2 separate regions of the Canis lupus genome follow, and region 1 is linked to region 2. A link is a contact called in public Hi-C data. All regions are on one chromosome and are shown on one strand. Each heading gives the region's core, a stretch centred on a gene start, on an enhancer-like site or on the middle of the called end of the contact. The rest is flanking DNA. Distances are from core to core; before and after follow the strand shown. Region 1 holds the start of ZCCHC2 (zinc finger CCHC domain-containing protein 2). Region 2 overlaps ZCCHC2 (zinc finger CCHC domain-containing protein 2).

Region 1 (2,808 bases), core at 190-2,689, 37 kb before region 2:
TCACACCTAAAAAATTGTAATTATACTTAAAAAAAAAAAATGCTGAAAGCGTGTCAAGGCGGTAGCTTGCCAAGTTCCCCGAGTCACAGGGAGCTTACACCGGCACAAGGACTCAAAATGTTAAGAGTCAGGCAGAGAGATGTTATTTAGCAGATAAACGATCCCCAAAAGATGAAGGCTGGGGGAGGGGGGCGCAGAGGGACTCCTGCTGAACTGCCCTGGAAAACACTTCCAAAGAGCGTTAGAGCTCAGAGGGGGCAGTGAGGCCAGGGGCGCCCCCAGCAGCGCCCCCCCAAGCAGCGTCCCCCAGCAGCGCCCCCCAGCAGCGCCCCCTCCGAGCCCCGGGGCCGCGCGTCCCACCGCAGCGCCGAGCGCCCAGCACCCCGCGGGGGCGCTCGCCCGGCCCCGGCCCCCGCCCCGGCCCCGGCCCCGGCCTCCACCCCGGCGCCCCGGCCCCGGCCCCGGCCCCGGCCCCGCCTCCCGAGCCGGCGCCTCCCTTCTCGGGCCAGCCCGCCAGCGCACCCGTCCCCGCGAAGTTGCGGTGGGAGCGACGCCGCCGCGGCTCCCCGAAGTCGGCCGGGCGGGCGGGCAGGGCTGGAGGAGCCCGTCTCGGGGGAGCCTCCCGCCTCCCGGGACACGCTCCCGCGGCCGGGGCGGAGGCCGGCAGGGCAGGCGGCGGTCGGGAGTCGGCCTCGGGCCCGGGAGAAGGAGCGACGCCTCGGCCGGGCCTCTCACGCGGGCCCCGCACGCTCCGGCCGCCCGGGCGCACCTCGCCCCCGCGCCTCCGCGCCTCCGCGCCTCCGCCCCACGGCCCCGCCCGCTCCTACCCTAAGCCGCAGGCCCCGAGGTTAGGACCGCGCGGGAGCCGCCGGGAGAGGGAGGCGGCGGCGGAGCAGCTGGGCGTGGCCTCCCCGGGAGGCGGCCCCGGGGGCGGGGGAAACGCGCAACCGTCGCCTCCGGCCGCTGATTGGCCGGGCCGCCTGCGCGGAGCCCGCAAGCGTCTCCGCCCGGCCCCGCCGCTCCTCCTCCTCCCCCAGCCGCGGGGTCCGCACCGGCTCGCGAGGGAACCGCTCGGGCGCCGCCGCCCCAGCCCAGAGCGGACGACGGGAGAGAGGGAGGAGGAAGGAGAACTCGCTCGCTCGCTCGCTCCCACCCGCGCTCGGGCTCCCAGGCCGGCGCGGAGCCCAGGGGGAGGAGCCGCCGCGGGCACGCCCCGCCTCCGGCCCGGGAAGACGACGCCGGCGACCCCGCCGGCCGGCCGCCGCCCCCCTCGCCGGCCGAGACCCGCCCCCGGCCCCGGCCCCGGCCCCGGCCCTCCCCGGCGGCATGGAGGGGCCCCGCTCCTGACGGCCGCGCCGCCGCCTCGGCCCCCGCCCCCCCGCCCGGCCCCGCCCGCCTGCCCGCCCCCGCTCGCATGTCCGCGCCGCCGTAGCCGAGGATGCTGAGGATGAAGCTGCCGCTGAAGCCGACGCACCCCGTGGAGCCGCCGCCCGAGGCGGAGGAGCCCGAGGCAGACGCACGGCCGGGCGCAAAGGCGCCGCCGCGCCGCCGCCGAGACTGCCGCCCCCCGCCGCCGCCGCCGCCCGCGGGCCCGCCGCGGGGCCCCCCCGCCGCCGCCGCCGCCGCCCCCGCCGCCGCCCCGGGGGCTCGGGCCGCCTGTTGCTGGCGGAGCAGCGGCGGGGGCGGGCATGCCGGGCGGCGGCGGCGGCGGCGGCGGGCCCGCGGCGGCGCTGCGCGAGCAGGAACGAGTGTACGAGTGGTTCGGGCTGGTGCTGGGCTCGGCGCAGCGCCTGGAGTTCATGTGCGGGCTGCTGGACCTGTGCAACCCGCTGGAGCTGCGGTTCCTCGGCTCGTGCCTGGAGGACCTGGCGCGCAAGGACTACCACTACCTGCGCGACTCGGAGGCCAAGGCCAACGGCCTCTCGGACCCGGGGCCGCTGGCCGACTTCCGAGAGCCGGCCGTGCGCTCGCGCCTCATCGTCTACCTGGCGCTGCTGGGCTCGGAGAACCGTGAGGCCGCCGGCCGCCTGCACCGCCTCCTGCCCCAGGTGGACTCGGTGCTCAAGAGCCTGCGCGCGGCTCGGGGTGAGGGTTCGCGGGGAGGCGCGGAGGACGAGCCCGGCGAGCGCGGGGAGGACGGCGAAGGCGAGGAGGACGCGGAGAAGGACGGGTCCGGCCCGGAAGGCAGCGGCGCCGAGCCCCGGCCGGGCGGCGGGCTGGGCTTCAGGGCCCAGGAGGAACTGCTGCTGCTCTTCACCATGGCTTCGCTGCACCCGGCGTTCTCCTTCCACCAGCGGGTCACCCTGAGGGAGCACCTGGAGAGGCTCCGCACTGCGCTCCGCGGGGGCCCCGAGGACGCGGAGGTGGAGGTGGAGCCGAGCAACTTTGCCAGCCCCGGGGCCCAGGTAAGGCGCGCGAGCCTCCCAGCACCCGCGCTGCGGTCACCGCCCCGGCGGCCTCCCTGGCCTGCCTTTCGGACGCCTCTTGGCCGAGCCGCAGCCCGGCGCAGGTGGCTTCGAATCCCCCCACCCCACGGCTCCCAGCCCCGTAACACTCATTTTCGTTGTGTTGGGCGGTTCGGTTCCACTCTTCCAACCCTTACGCCGCACCCGCCCCCCCCCCCCCCCACCCGTGCACACTCAGGCACCCGCCATAACAGAATGCTCTAGAAGTCTCTTCCGTGCCGGAGTTGCCACGGAAAACATGGAGCTCCCAGCCTGGTCTCCGTCTCGGAGGAAGGGTCTCGGGACATTTTTGGCTTGGAGCATCTCTCGCCCTAGGTGGTGGGAGAGGCGAAGCGCTCGAGGT
Region 2 (2,782 bases), core at 94-2,593:
TGCCATAACCTTGATGAATTGGTAGTATTATTCCCTATGAGGAGAATAAAGCTGAGAGGCTAAGTAACTTGTTTACAATGAGTCAGCTTTTAAGTGGTTGAGCTGGTTTGCAGATCCTTGAGGAAACTTTCCATTAGACTGTACTGTCACTGTGCCCCTTATTGCAGGTCCCTTTGTAGAGAAGACTTCCAGCTGGAATATTTTAATTACATTAATCAAATGTGGGGAGAGCTGATTTTCAAAGATAAGGGCTCAGAAAGATGGTACGACACACAGTGGAATGAACCCTTAGTCATGCCTTCAGATGTAGTAATACTTGTGACTAACCAGACCACCACCGCATTCCGCAGTTTCCAGGACCCTGAGCACCCCCACGTCCTGGGCTCTTAAATTTAGAGTGTGGGAAGGTGCCTTCATGGGACAGGCAAGTGAGGACAAGTACACCTGTGAAGAAGGGTAAAGGAATTGCAATACTTACTCTGAGCAGAAAGATGGCTATTGGACCACGGGGACAACAGGCTGAAATAATAACATGCATATTTTTTGCCAGCATTGCAACCATACCACTAGATTATAGATTAGAAAAAAAAAAAAAGCCTGTTGATTAGATTTTTGTGAAGAGGCTTAACTTTATTCACTTTCTCCTATGAGAAATACATTAGAAGATAATATTCTTTTCCTTAGGAAAACCATGTAATTTTTATACCTGGATGAAACTGCCACATATGTTTGCCTTACAGCCTGAGCTGAGACTCCAGTGGATTTGTACCGTGTGAAATTAATGCCTCTCTTTTCTTTCTGTGCAGGCAGCTATTTTCAACTTCATCCCAAGCTTTCCTACAGAGTCAGCGAGTGCACAGCTTCTTTCAGGCCATGCCACCAGACCCCCTGCACAGCCTCAGTAAGCGCCTCTCCTCTTAGAAAGCAGCTCTTTTCATGCTTAGAGTTTTCATTTCACTGTGCTGCCCTGTGTGGATGGGGTGATCGTTTAGTGTGAGTGGAAAAGCCCCCGGTGGCATACAGTTAAGAGACATCTATAGTTCTCAGTGACGGTCACATTACAGTTCTAAGGAAAATACCATGTGAAAGCTGATGTCACCAAACACTCTGATTGCAAGGCAGAGGCCAGCTGTCTCCAACTCATGGACACGCTGGTTCCTCTGGGTCCTTGTCAGCCCTGGTGGCAGGGTCATAGGGGGACCACGCTGCTGAATGCATGGTGTGGAACCTCTTGGAATCGACCTTCCCCTTCTTGGGCCCCTGCTCCAGTAGTGACCTCCTCACCCTCCCGGGCTGAAAACCCTGGCCTTCCCCTTTCCACGCTTCCTCTTGCGCTCAGCCGCTTACAGGCCAGGCCACACTGTCTCTCCTTACCCATCCCCATGGTGGCGGTTAAGCCTTTCTTTCATGCACACCCTGCACAAAGCCTCGCTCGCCTCTGATTCTGGTTTCTCCCTTTACTGTAACCTAGCCCAGGATTACCTCAGGGATCAGTTGGGTAATCCCCTCTTCAAAACTTTAATAAAAGTTCAGTTTGAAATTCAAGCCCTGCCAGGAGCCTCCTTGTACCTTCCTGCGAGTCTCAGGCACTGACTACTCTCTAGCTTGGCATCTGCTCAGTTCACCTGCCATTTCCTGTCCCAGTGCCTTGGCTCGTTGTGCACCTGAACTTTTAAATGTCCTTCCTTTTGGCACAGCCGTTGAAATCACACCTATTTTAAGACCCAACTGAAATACTGCTTCCCGAAGATTTCCCCAATTATTTTCTTCTATTCCTGTAGGTTGGATTCGCCCCTATGTCTCATCCTTTATTATAGTTGGCCTTGTGTTTCGTTTTAGGCACAACTTTTTCAACTGCCTTTTTAAACAAATACTTGGCCAGAAACACAAATGGGGGCTTTTTAGGAGAATGTGCTGACTTCCAGCACAGCCACTCTGGCAAGTGGCTATTTATTTTTTTTAATCTTCGGTTTTCAGCAAACTCATATTTTTCTTGTACCTAAAGGGGAAAGAAAATGGGTATTTCCTCATTTTTAAGTGGAAGAAAAAGAGATTTAAAAAAGTAAGATGATTGGATATTATAACATGGATTAACTTGGTCATGTTTCTCTAATAGGGTGTGTGTGCATGTACATGCACGCTCCTTAAATATTTTAAACAAGTAGCAATTAGAATTAAGACTTTTGATGACAAGTTGATAAGACAAAATGAGCAACTCCATGGTTAAATTTATGTCTTAGTGGTAGTAGTAGCTTTTTTGTTGTTTGTTTGGGTTTTTTTTTCTTTTTTTTTAAGGAGAATTCTAATCCTACAACTGTATAGATTTAACAGTCAGTGCTTTTGCTGGAACGGAGTATGGGCACTTTTGAAGGAATATCATTAAATAGCATATGTTTAATTCTAAAAAAGCATCGAAACACCAAAGTTAAACTTCAAATTCAGATTTTAACAGGCTGCCCAGGGAAACTAGCCCAAGTGAGTAGTGCATATATAAATAATAGAAAACTCATCACGAGAGCTTTTACAGTATTTAAATTATGAGTAGTGCTAAAGAAGCTAATAGATTTGAAGATAATCAGATTGTTGTGAAATTGAATGTATTAAAAGTGCATGTTTTGAGATTGGGGAAAATCTGGCCAGGATGTCCGCACTGTTTCACCAAAGAACACATTGTTGTCGAAGTTCATTTGCACTTTCTAAAAAAATCGACAGCTCTACCCTTTTTCTCCCTAAGATAGAGAGTGTTAGTCTATATTCTGACAATTGAGAAAACAAATGTTAA

The links. A called contact is a pair of places that touch in the nucleus more often than the background predicts.
Region 1: a Hi-C map of blood shows a contact between it and region 2, with 2.2 times the contacts expected there. The contact joins the promoter of ZCCHC2 here to the enhancer-like site in region 2. A contact is called at or near these places in 2 of 9 Hi-C or Micro-C datasets (amygdala and blood).

What each region holds. Positions count from the first base shown.
Region 1 is chr1:14,467,816-14,470,623 of UU_Cfam_GSD_1.0, reverse strand. ZCCHC2 (zinc finger CCHC domain-containing protein 2) reads left to right here and starts at 1,439. Exons shown (of 16, transcript XM_038525862.1): 1 at 1,439-1,615; 2 at 1,617-2,405. The coding sequence starts at 1,439.
Region 2 is chr1:14,430,597-14,433,378 of UU_Cfam_GSD_1.0, reverse strand. ZCCHC2 (zinc finger CCHC domain-containing protein 2) reads left to right here. Exons shown (of 16, transcript XM_038525862.1): 7 at 807-901. Among named protein-coding and RNA genes, the nearest start is that of ZCCHC2, 37 kb to the left of the region's middle. Within about 2 kb of position 1,343, at least 4 of the 20 cell types and tissues checked have an H3K27ac peak or open chromatin away from gene starts, as enhancers often do. A contact at or near this core is called in blood, where this site is marked.